Linked DNA regions of Triticum aestivum: region 2 is linked to region 1. The links are chromatin contacts, called in public Hi-C maps. All regions are on one chromosome and are shown on one strand. The core of a region is the stretch at or near the end of the contact, and the rest is flanking DNA. Distances in the headings are between cores, read along the strand shown.

The links. A called contact is a pair of places that touch in the nucleus more often than the background predicts.
Region 2: a contact with region 1 is called in a Hi-C map of leaf, with 5 times the contacts expected there. The contact joins the promoter of LOC123112763 here to the promoter of LOC101290661 in region 1. A contact is called at or near these places in 2 of 5 Hi-C or Micro-C datasets (both in leaf) and 1 of 1 datasets of contacts at active chromatin or transcription factors (leaf).

The regions. Positions count from the first base shown.
Region 1 is chr5B:498,821,235-498,827,658 of IWGSC CS RefSeq v2.1, reverse strand. LOC101290661 (BAG family molecular chaperone regulator 3) reads left to right here and starts at 3,000. Exons shown (of 4, transcript XM_044533846.1): 1 at 3,000-3,676; 2 at 3,764-4,020; 3 at 4,130-4,276; 4 at 4,400-5,239. The coding sequence starts at 3,418. The coding sequence ends at 4,801.
Region 2 is chr5B:499,135,258-499,141,681 of IWGSC CS RefSeq v2.1, reverse strand. LOC123112763 (ribosomal RNA processing protein 36 homolog) reads right to left here and starts at 2,648. Exons shown (of 9, transcript XM_044533848.1): 1 at 2,431-2,648; 2 at 2,142-2,347; 3 at 1,976-2,042; 4 at 1,138-1,190; 5 at 800-854; 6 at 626-700; 7 at 158-275; 8 at 32-78. The coding sequence starts at 2,550.

The DNA.
Region 1 (6,424 bases), core at 1,751-4,250:
TCATGGAAAGGCGCCGGCCTGGCTTGGGCGAAAGACCAGGGGCAAGTAGTGCAAGGGAGGAAGAAAGGGAGAGGGGAAAAAGGGAGGTTGGTGTGCCGTGCCGATGCCAATCGCCACGCGAGTAAGTGACAAGTTTGGCCGGGACGCGACGCGACGTAACAGTTGCTTGGAGGCTAAGGCCCAGCGCCAACGCCCAGCCGTCCCGACCAAGCCACCGGCGGCGCGGCGGCGTCCGCTTTCCTCTTCCGTCCAAGCCTTCGCCGGGTTCGGATGCCACCGCAAGACACGAACGGAACAAAAAACGGACAGAAAAGAAACAGCGGCGAGGCGTCCACGCGAGGCAAAATTTCGTGTTTTGACCCTTTTTACAAAGAAATTCGAGATTTGACCCCTGTCTGAAACTATTTCGGGATCTGACCCTTTTGACTACCGCCAGGAGGGCCGGCGGTAGGTTTGCACGTCCTACCGCCATCAGCAGTGGCGGTAGGCCCTCTAACGGTGACTGACGGCCGTCGGCGCATACTGACGGGGGAAAGGGCCTACCGCCACAGTCTGAGGCGGTAGGGTTCGGTGGCCTACCGCCCGAGGTGGTGGCGGTAGGTACCGAAGAGGCAAGTGATGCTGCGGGCGGGCCCTACCCCACCCACCAGCCCGTTCTTCCTCCTCCCCTCGACCCGAACAGAGTCGAGCGCCGCCTCTCTCCTCATCCCGATCCCCTCCCTCGATCTCCCTCTTCCCTCCATCATTTTCGCGGATCTTTGGGGCAAATCGAAGAGGCCGGTAAGCTCCTCCATTCCCTCCAATCAGTTTTCGCAATGGTTTTTTATTTTTGAAGTTATTTTTGGCACTAGGTACAACCTAGGTTTTGGTGTTGATTTTTTTATGATGTTTTAGTTGTTTAGGAGTATATGATTTAGTAGTAGGCCTATGTGAGGATGTGTGGGTGAAACAATTGCAAGATATGTGAGGATATGTTGGTGAATGCATATATGATGGTCCATTTTATTTTGTGATGTGTATATGAATTTTATAAGAAATCTTTTTGTATGTTGAATGCAAGATTGTGAGGATAAAGGCATAACAAAATTCGTAGATGGTTAATGTATTGTAAATTTGTGAAGATGTATGTTTTGCAAAATTGGTAGGTGGTTAATGCATAGTGTGAAAATGTGTGTATTTCTATTTCATATAGTTGCAAATGTATGAACCCTAGGTTTAGTCTTTCTTATAGCCATACGAGGAACCCTCCCTAGTTGATATGATGAACCCTAGAACCTAGATGAACCCTAGATTTAGTCTTTCTTATAGCCATATGTGATGATTTATTGTGTGAATATTCTAGATATTTGTTTTGCTTGCATTAGAACAAATATTGATGTTTAATTAACTTTATCCAATCAATGCTTATATAAGGAACATGGCCCCACCACCACCACTTGATGAGGATGATGACTATGAAGACTCACTTGAGGAAGCCATCTGTGCTCAAAGAGTGAGGCTGAGCGAACGGGAGGTGTGCAACCTATGGGACAACTTTCTGCCACGTGCTGAGTTGATCGGGGCGCCATTCGTGACCCGTCTGACAAGTACCATGATCGATCGACATGTCATGGTATGTTATTAGTGTAGAATCCAAGGAATTGTTAATAGTTTAAATAATCCATACTTATCAATTGATATGTTTTTCTTATTTAGAAATTGCCAAAGAGCCTATCTGAGAGTTGTGGCATCGAGGCTGATGAAGAAGGCTATGCTGGAATACGCCTTACCGCAAGGGGCCCCGTCACTACTTGTGCGTACGGCGTGGAAACGGACGGCCGCACACATTTAAGCACAGATGGGTGGAAGAGCTTCCTCGTTGACAAGAATCTTCATGTTGGACAGGCCATCCTTATTACTATCAGGAAGACCAACCGTCAAGGCTTGAAGATGATGATCGTCAACGATATCATTTAAACTATATATGCGTGTGGCTGCTGATGATCGTCATGTTTGATTGCTACCTATTTTGGCTTCGTGAAACTATTTGGATGTGATCAAAGTATGTTATGTTTATGTCTATGAAATTGTGATCAAACTATGTTATGTTTATGTCTATGAAATTATGATCAAACTATGTTATTTGGTACTAGTTTCTTAATCTGTAATGGCAAAACTAATTATGCTTATGTCCATGAAATTGTGCCTATTGGTTCTTATGTTCAGGGCCCTTGCATATTTCTATGAAATTGTGATCAAACTATTTGGATGTCTATGAAATTGTGATCACACTATTTGGATGTGATCAAAGTTCTTATGTCTACAAAATTTTACACGAAACACAGGACCCTACCGCCAGGCCCCCTGGCGGTAGGGTCAGACAGCCTACCGCCGTGAGCCCTGACGCTAGGGTGAACCTACCGCCAGGACGCTTGCATATCTCGTTACAGAAGGCATGCACGGCAAAACCCTGCCACACCTTACCGCCAGAGCCGTTGGTGGTAGGGTTAGACAGCTTACCGCCTGGTTGTCTGGCGGTAAGGTACTTATCCACGTCAGCGCGCGGTGACGGTCCCCGTCTCCCTCCGTCACACCCTACCGCCAGGGAATCTGGCGGTAGCTTGTCTAACCCTACCGCCAGGGACTCTGGCGGTAGCAAAAGGGTCAAATCCTGAATTTTTTTTTAAACGTGGATCAGATCTTGATTTTGTTTAAAAAAGGGTCAAAACACGAAATTCAGCCTCCACGCGAACGGCGTGCTTGTCCGCTGGCCACTTTTCTGGTCATGGGAAAGAGCATGCAGAATGGCGGGCGGGCGGGTGGCCCCTTTTCGGGCCCGATATATTCCGCCGGCCTCGCGTACACGTCGGCGTTGGTTGCCGGGAAGGGACGCGCCGGCCGTCGGATGTTTTACTTGCCCCGTTTCTTACTCCGGAATCCACATGCTCTCACTCACTCCCGAGCACGCCACGCCTCCTCTCGGGCTGCTCCAGTATAAATATTCCGCTGCCGCCCTGTCCCTGAGCTGTATTAGTCTCCTCCTCCTTGTACCCTCCCCACCTGTGCGTTTTCTTTCCCCACCTCTCCTCCTCCTACCTCCTACCCTCCCACCTACCTCTCTGCCTCCTCCCTCCCCTGATCCCTCCTCCCTCGTTCCCCAATTCAGTCGACGCCAGGGGAGGCACCTGCGCCGCCCGCACCCACGATCGTGTCTCCTGGTCTTGCCCCGATCCAGCAAATTCGCCTCTTTCCTTCATCTTGCCGCGGCACAGCAGCCCGGCGTCGGCGACAGGAGGAGAGATTTTCGTAGCTGAGACTCGAGAGTTTCCGTGCTTGGATTGTTCTTGGTTGTTGCCGAGGGTAGTGCAAGCTGCTAGGGTTGCTCGGTTGATTCTTTGCTTTACTTGTGCGGGCGGCATATATACGTGTCATGAGAAGATGATGCGCGCCAAGGGCAAAGCTACATTCTTGGACGCCATGAAGGAGACCACCTCGCCCGTCTCTCCCGCGGCGGCGGCGGCGGCCAAGGAGGCGCTCAAGGAGGACGAGTGGGAGGTGCGGCCCGGCGGGATGCTGGTGCAGAAGCGCGACCCGGACTCCGACGCCCCCGCGGGCGCCCCCGTGCCCACCGTCCGCCTCAAGGTCAAGTTCAACGGCGTCTCCCACGAGATCTACATCAACTCCCAGGCATCCTTCGGTAATGCAAATCAATTGCTTTGGTTTCTCAGTTTTTGATTTGACTCGACTCGAGCTAGCTGCTGACTGAGGGTGAATGGTGGTGCAGGTGAGCTGAAGAAGATGATGTCCGAGAAGACCGGGCTGCACCACGAGGACCAGAAGGTGCTCTACAAGGGCAAGGAGATGGACTCCAAGGCCTTCCTCGACATATCCGGCGTCAAGGACCGTTCCAAGCTGGTGATGCTCGAGGACCCCGACGCGCAGGCCAAGCGCCTCATCGAGCAGCGCCGCGCCGACAAGGCGCCGCGCGCCTCCAAGTCCGTCTCCCGCATCAGCCTCGACGTCGACAAGCTCGCCACCAAGGTACCTACTTAATCACCACTGGATTGCTTGCCTTCGAGGACTCTGGCTGCGTTCGTCTCGTCGATGGGATTCGGTGGGTGTTTGATCGAATTTGGGTGGTGCTCTGCAGGTGTCGGCGCTGGATACCATCGTGCGCAAGGGCGGGAAGGTGGTGGAGGCCGACGTGGTCGCCCTCACCGAGGCGCTCATGACGGAGCTGGTCAAGCTGGACGCCATCGCCGCCGACGGCGAGGTCAAGGCGCAGCGGCGATTGCAGGTCAGCACGTACGCTCAGCCGAATTAAGTTCCCCGCCGATTCCGTTGACGAGCACATTACTTGCCCACAGGAGCCGAGCACAACTGAATCCGCTTCGGCTCTATGAATCTTTTGGTGGCGCAGGAGAAGCGGGTGCAGAAGTACGTGGAGACGCTGGACGTCATCCGGGCCAAGAACGCGTCGGCGCCCACGGCCAACGGCCACGTCAAGAACGCGGCGGCACCCAAGGCCAACGGCAACGGCAATGGGCAAGCCAAGGGCGACCGGTCGCTGCACCTGCCGCCGCGGCCGCCGCCCGTGTCGCAGCGGCGGCAGTTCAAGCAGCAGCCCGCGCCGGCGAACGGCAAGGCTGCGGCGGCGCCGCCCACGGCGAGCTGGGAGACGTTCGACCTGCTGTCGTCAATGCCGTCGACGTCCTCGGCCACGGCGACCACCACCATGGCAGCCGCGACCACCACGACGAAGCCGGCCACCAACAACAACACCACCTCGCCGATCCCGCGGTTCGACTGGGAGCTCTTCTAGCTGCAACGCGCGTACCGCCCGTGACGGCATGGTACATGCCCCTGCCTAGCTTGATTCCTTTCTCGTGCATCCATCCATCAATCGACCTCTCTGCTCTGCTCTGCTCTGCTCTGCTCTGGTCGATCCGACCAATCTAGTGCCGATTGTTTGCTCTCGTCTGTTTATTCTTTCCTTTTTCTCGATGGATCGTTTCTTGTTCCGCCCCCATTTTTCTTTCTTTTACATTTCTTCCGAGTGTATGTATGTATGTACATCAAACAACAGAAGATGAACAGACCCTGGCCGGTGAAGTGGCGAGCGTGTTCGTCCATTCCGTTCCGTCCGTGCAGAAAATAAGCGCTGGTGGTGGTCTTAATGTGAAGGATTTTTCTTTTGAAAAATAGCATGTATATGTGATTCATACTACCTACATACTACTTACATCAATCGATTCCTCTATGATTGGATTGCTTGGTTGATTCCCCCATTCCCCCATCGCAAGTGGTGATCGTACTGCTGGGTGGTCATCGGGGTGTGAGATTTGGTGCTCTGGATTCCAAATGCACCATGGATTGATTGATTGGTTGGGGTTGGGGGGCTTGCCGCTGTGCTTGTGTCGTGTGGGGCGCGGGGCACGAATTATTGTTGGCCATGAGCGCGCACGGACACGCAGCGCAGGGGCCGGGGCGGGGGCGGGACAGGAGCGAGTTGGTTCCAGGCAGGGCTGGGTCCATTGACAGTGTGGTGGTTCGTGCACGTCGTGCCTGGACGCGCTCGCTAGCTAGTACTCTGTGGGTGTGGCTCTATTGGTAAGAAGCGCATGATGATCGTTGCGTTTGGGTGTGGCTCTGATTAGATAGAAGGTTCCATTAGTTTGGTCGGTCGGCAATACGCCATGTTCTTGGGTGTTAACCTGAACTGGCCAGCTGCATTTGCTCGAGTCCGACCTACAGCTGCAGCTGCAGGGTTGTTCCAAATTTGTACTGCCCACGATGTCAGCCCAGCTCGCTTGATTAGCTGAGTTACGCCACGAGCACAAATAAATGGTTTTGGCAGGTTGTACTCACATTGCACCTACTAGCTACTCCCTCTGTCCCAAAATACTTGTCGAAGAAATGGTTGTATCTAGACATATTTCAGTTTTAGATACTCCGTCAATTCCCTTATATACAAGACCACTATTGAAAATATATTTTGCATCAATACAAGGCCTCCAACAGCAATCGAGGCAAACGTTAATGATGTTTCCTCATACTAGCAACTTTTAAATACTTATATGCATGTAGTAATAATGACACTCAGCCACTTCTTTCTCATTCATAAGTTGCATGTTTGTGTTAACAAAAAGAAAAGTTGACTTGTAAAGGAGTCATTAAATTTTGTCTTGGTACCTGTAATATGAATTTGTGGCCTTGTATAAGGGAATGAAGGGAGTACATTCATTTTGATTCATTTCTCCGACAAATATTTCTGGACGGAGGGAGTACTATTTTTTCTTCAGTTATGACAGCTCCAACGGTAGATGTGGATCTGATCTGAGGCTGCAACTCAGCGCAGCTCGGTCCGGTTGTTTGCTTCTTTCTCCCCGTGGAGGAGGAGAAGCACGCACGTTGGAAGCGGAGGCATGGCAAGGCCTAAAGCGGG
Region 2 (6,424 bases), core at 1,399-3,898, 310 kb before region 1:
TTAGCAGTCAACTGAACCCTGGGTGCCTTACCTTGAGCTCATTGTACTTATCCATCAACTTCCTTTCACGAATTTCAGCTGGTCAAGAAACGGAAATAAACTTTAGTATGCAGATAGGGAGGGTGTGAGAGACGAGGGACGGGATTGAGGAACCAACATTTCTTCAGATAATATGGTCGTTTTCCTGCCTTTGCTGCTTCCCTCTCTTTCTTAATATGTCCTCGCAGAATTTCTGATTCAACGTTCTTCTGAGGATTAGACCTCAACTGCTTATCCTGCAGATAAGAACATGTTCCGTCAACCAATCAACAAAATAGGAAGACCTGATAGCTTTTGCTCAATACAAGGAACCCAGTCCTGAAATTATCACACACCTTATATTTGTTCTAAAAAATACACATATAACAGTCCAACTTAACATAAGATTAAAGAACCATTCCTAATGTATGCTATCTTAACACAATATCAAATTGCAGGCTTGCAGCGACCATAAGCTTATTTGATAAGGGCACCTACCTAGATATTTTAAATTTTTGCCGCCAAGCACAACAAAATAACATTCGTGGGAAAAATCGGCAAAACCTATTACAAAATGTCAACTTGTGAACAAGTATAAAATACTTACAATCCAGGTGATCTGATTCTTCGCTTCTTCAATGGCATTAGGGTCCTTCAATTTCTTAATCGACTTTTGGAGTTTCTGGAGAGGCACATTAAGGCAGTGCAGGATACATATTTAATTTTGTCAAAATAAATGATCGGTGAGATGGGATTGCACAGACAAAGGCATAAAATATACCTCTTTTTCTGCAGGGAGATCATGATCGAATAAGAAATTGTATCTTTTCCTGAACCTGAATGCCAACAAGTTTGAACGAACTGTCAAACACGCTACAATTGAAAAATGTGCCTAAACTAGTCAATATAGATTATGAAACCATAGAGTGTTTAAGAGACATGGGAATGGAAATGAATGAAAGCAATCAGCTATACAAATAAATAAGTTATCTGCCCACCTTATCTTGGCAGGATTAAAATAGAACATGCCAAGCTAAAGGGCACACAATACTGAGCATATAAATGGAGTAAGACAAATAATGCCGTGCAACAAATGATATAATTATGTTTGACTCTTACCCTTCTTTATCAACAGCTCCATATACAGGTTCAAATCTTGGATCCCTTACCACCTACAGAAAGAAAAACGTAGTAAATACAACAAACTTCATGAGATATTATATGGTACTGTCACTGCCTCACTAAAGATGAAGCTATTGTAAAGTTACATCCAACAGCGCAGTGTGTAAATCAACATCCTCAACATAAGCATCATATGATAGCAAAAGTTTGTGTACTAAATCACTTTAGTATGATTAAATTAAATTTAAAACATAAGCAAAACAACAAAAAATGAAAATAGATTAAGATAGCTACAGACGGATTTAAAGTAGTTGTTGCCCTACATTCAGGTTTATTTTTTTGGTCTAAAGAACATTTAGTTGGATTAAGAAACAAGGAAGGAACCCAGTGGAATCTGATTCTATTTTCCACCAATGTACCAGAGATTCAAACAGCAAAACTGGCACGGAAGTCAAGTCAGACAAAAGTAAACCTTGCTGTGCATAATGTCAATTGATTCACGAAAACTTAAATCAGCATTTCTTGAGCTATTTTATCGAGGACAATAGCATATTTAATTGAAGCAGCAAGACATGCCCAATGTAAATATGTATTTTAAAACCCATCTTAATTACACATAAAGCATGCATGCTATGATGCTATCTATGCACAAGCTCATGCAATGCAACAACAATAAAATGGACAGATTGAACTCTCAAAGGCTCTAACTGAACTATGTGTGTGCTTATCCTATACTTTCACTACCAAAATACCAAATACTACTAATCCAATCAAATCAAACTCTACTCCTCCCAGCAACACGCTAAATATGAACTGAATCGCACAAGCAACTGACCTTCTTGGGAACCTGGATCACATCCCTGAGTCTAGGCGGCCGCACATTCGTGCTAATCTCCATGGGCCTGTTGAAAACCACATGAACACATCAGCACAAGCATTCATTCAATTCCCCAAATTGGCTAATAATCCTAACCAGGAACCGGCATGACGTGGAACCGGACCTCTTCCTGCTCTCCCTGCGAGCCTTCTTCTGCGCGGCGGCGGCAGCAGAAGCACCCCGCGCCCCGAGCGACCCGTCGGCACGCGCGCGCTGCAGCTCGCCGAAGGGCACGTCGGCGAGCACGCGCTCCAGCTTCCTCTCCCGCTCCGCTAACTGGTCGTTCTCCGACTCCGACTCCGACCCCGACCCCGACGACGAGGAGACATCCTGCTGCGGATCAAACGCACCGCCGGTGAGGGTTCTGCGGATCCGCGTGGCGGTCAAGGAAAACGCGAGGGCTTGGGCTTTACCTCCTCGTCGCCCGATTCCTCGGAGTCTGAGACGGGCTCGTCTACGGGGTCGCGCTTGCTGGAAGTCGAGGCGGCGGCGGAGGTGAGAGCGGTCCCGCGGTGGCTGCTGCGGCCTTTCATGGAGGCGGCCGGGGTGGATTCGGCGGCGGCGGCGGTGAGCGGCGGCAGGTCTCAGTGTTCGTCTAGCGTGTTTTAGGTTCTAGCCGGAACATGAATACCCGTCCAAGCAGCCCAAATATTGTTGTTGGGTTTCATACTTCACGCGCCAGTGCGCGTGTTTTTGCTATATGGGCCGGCCCATGTAGATTATTCCCACAGGTTTTCCATGGGGTGCTTTTCCTCTTGTTTTTAGTTGTTTTTTTGTTTTTGTCTCAAAAAAAAGTTGGTTTTTGTTTGATTTCTCCATTTCCATTTTTTATTTTCCTTTTAGATTTAATTTTTCATTTTAATTCTTAAAATTTTAAAATAGTTTGAAAATTTTATTTCTTTTGTCATGAATTTTTTGAAGATCACACAATATTTCAAATTCGTGAGAAATTTTCAAATCCGTATTTTCCCCTACTTTGCGTACATTTTCCAAATCTGCAAACTTTTTTTCCAAAATTTGAGACCTTCTTCAAATTCGCGAAGATTTCGAACATTTCTCAAATTTGCAGAAAACCATTTTTTAAATTCAAAAAATTATGTTCAAAATTGCTAACATTTTCAACTTCATGAATTTTTTTGCACTTTTTTTTCAAATTCATGAAGAAATTTAAATTTGTGAACTTTTTCCAATTTCATGACCTTCATTCAAAATCCATGATTTTTTAAAGAAACTCGTGGATTTTAAACAGGGCAATGTCAATAATTAACATCCAACTGTCAACGAAAAAGGTCAGCGGTTAACTATCATGATACATGTTCGCTCGCGAGCAAACGCTTGGACGCTATTGGGTTGCCGCCCAAGTAGCCTTGCATGTGCGTTAGGACGCTAGCGGGCGCCAAAGACGTTGTAAGTGAGGTCTCTATTTTTCACCTGACCCATTTTGTGTATGTTACTGCTGAAAAATCCGACTCCATGTCCCTTGTCGCGCCATGCACCTGCTGGGAGGGGTGAAAAGGAATGAGGGGAGGAAGAAGAGGGACATGAGAGCTTACATGGTGGCTAACGACATCCTATAGGTAACGAGGGCCCCCTCCCGCATGATCACGACGCGGCGATGGCAGAGCTTGAGAAGGAAAACAGGGAGATGTTTCACACAGCAAGACAAGACATACTAACTTGTGCAGCTTGGTGATCTCCTTAGTGTCATTCGGGGTGTACTTCAGGATCCAAGAGTTGCGCGGCCTTGGTGGAACGGGGGTGAAGGCCATGATGAGTCCGGATATCAGCGGACCGCCACGGTCAGGCATGCCACGCCGCTGCCACCAGATTCAAGGCCGCTACCCCGAGCATTGAGCTTCACCGCACATAGCGACCAAAGGATCCCCTCCCCCGTTTGAGGAAGGGTCCCACTGCCACAGCGGCGACGGGAGGAGGCGTAGGGAAGGGCTGGCGGCGGCGTGCTAGTTTTCATCCTCGAGTCACTCGGGTGGGAGCGGCACGGGAGAAATTTTGTACAATTACTTGCTTAAAATCATCAATTCCAACCACACTATCTGTTAATTCTTATAACTAGCAAGGCTATTAAGACCAAAAATCTCACCATCCAAGTTAAGAACAAGAAGTTCTCTAATTATGTTTGTTTTTTTTTGAAAAGGAGGCTTGCCCCGGTCTCTGCATCTGAACGATGCATGCAGGCATATTATTAAAAGTCTCAAAATAGTACGAAGTCATATAAATATTACAGCTCGCAAGCGGAGCAAAGAGACATAAAAAAGCTCAGTACCACAATCGGTATGAATAGAAGGACAAGATCCCTAGACTCCTATTATGTTATGCGACCGCCATCCAAACCGGTTGAATATAGCCCGTGCTACCATCTCCCACCGGTTGCACCCAGTAACCAACGGCTCCCTAGAGTCCGTATGAGTGAATAAGGACCACGTACGGATCCATGTCGTAGCTCTGAAGATGATCTGCAAGAAGGTTAAAATATGTTGTCTGTTAAAAATCATATCATTCCTGCAATTCCATATAGCCCAAATAAGCGCACATATTCCTATCCGAATACGAGACATGGTAGTATGTTCAACTCCAGTTAGCCAAGTCCCAAATAACGATTCAATGCTAATTGGAGGAGTAATGTTAAAGGCTATATGAATCGTTCGTCAAAGTAATTTTGCGAGAGGGCAATCTATGAATAGGTGCTGTATTGTTTCATCATGATCACAAAAACAACATCGTGTACTGCTTACCCACCGTTGCTTTATCAAGTTATCTTTGGTCAGGATCACTTGCTTGTGGATAAACCACATAAAAAAATTAATACGCAAAGGAACCTTAATCTTTCAAATATGTATCGATCTCGGGATTGGGCAAGAATTAATAAGACCCATATACAAAGATTTTTATCGTGAACACTCCATTTCTAGCCAACTTCCAGTGCAAAGAATCAGGTTGGTCGGATAATTGAACATCCATCAATCTACGTACCAAGTGCATCCAGGAGTTTCAACGCTCCCCAACTAACGATCGTCTAAACTGAATATTCAGGGGTACTAATTGTAATATTGTGCCAATGTAATCCTCCTTACGTTGCGTAATATTACATAGGGTGGGGTATTGTATGGCTAGTGATGTCTCTCCTGACCACGTATCCTCTCAAAATCTTGTTGTCATCCCATTGCCAACAATGAATTTGACCCTACGAAAGAACAAATCTTTCGTTCTCATAAGCCCCTTCCAGAATGACGAATCAGTAGGTCTCGAGGTGACTTGGGCAAGAGTTTTCGATTGCAGATATTTGTTGCGTAATATTTGTGCCCACCTACCATCATTCTCTACTGATAACCTATATAGTCATTTACTCATAAAGCACTTATTCTTAATTTCCAGGTTCTCAATGTTGAGACCCCCCGTTCCTTGGGTCGGCATATTATACCCCATCATGCTAGGCGATATTTCTTCTTAGCCTCATCAGACTGCCAAAAAAATCGAGATCGAAAAAAGTCTAATCTCTTTCGTACCCCCTTCGGTACTTCAAAGAAAGATAACAGGAACATCAGCATACTAGTAAGTACTGAGTTAATGAGCACTAACCGCCCTGCATATGACATTAGCTTGCTCTTCCAACAACTAAGTTATTTTCTCAATTCGATCTTCGATGCACTTTCATTCTTTATTAAAAAGTTTGCGATGATGAATCGGTATGACCAAATAACTAAAGGGCAAAGAACATAATTCACAACCGAACAATTGTCTATATGTATCTTGCTCCTCTTTGGCCCTACCAAAGCAGAACAATTCACTCTTGTGAAAATTGATTTTTAATCCCGACAATTGTTCGAAGATGCATAATACTAGTTTCATATTCCGGGCTTTTGCAAGGTCGTGATCCATGAATAGGATGGTCATAATTATGTGTAGTGGCCGATCATTGCATGTAGTCATGGGATCCATCAGAGTGATATATAGGTTCCCAACTGAGAGAAATACTTACTACGTGCTGCAAACCCTTGCTCTTCAGGGTTCAGCAACTCCTATAGAGGGAAGCATAAACAATAGTGTCTATGATGTTTCGGATCCTTTGGACCCAGGTGTGCACTTCATGTGTCTTTGTGTTGTCGACCACGTATAGTGTTCTTCTTCTTCCTGCTCTTTGCGGTGGTGATCTTGCGGGCGATCAACAGCTTCAAGGACGGAAGACTAGCCATTAGGTATCAGGGTGATGTTGCCCCGATCGTGTTTTCGGCTGCAACGAGGTTGTGGCCTAATTTTTTCCCCTTTGGTTTCTCTCTGACGCGACAAGCGCTCCCTAGTGTTCATGCTCCCTCTCTGCCGCAGCGGTATCCTCTCTGCCGCCGTTGTGGAGCTGGTGAAAGTCTTGTTGGTTCTGGGATTTCCGATCTA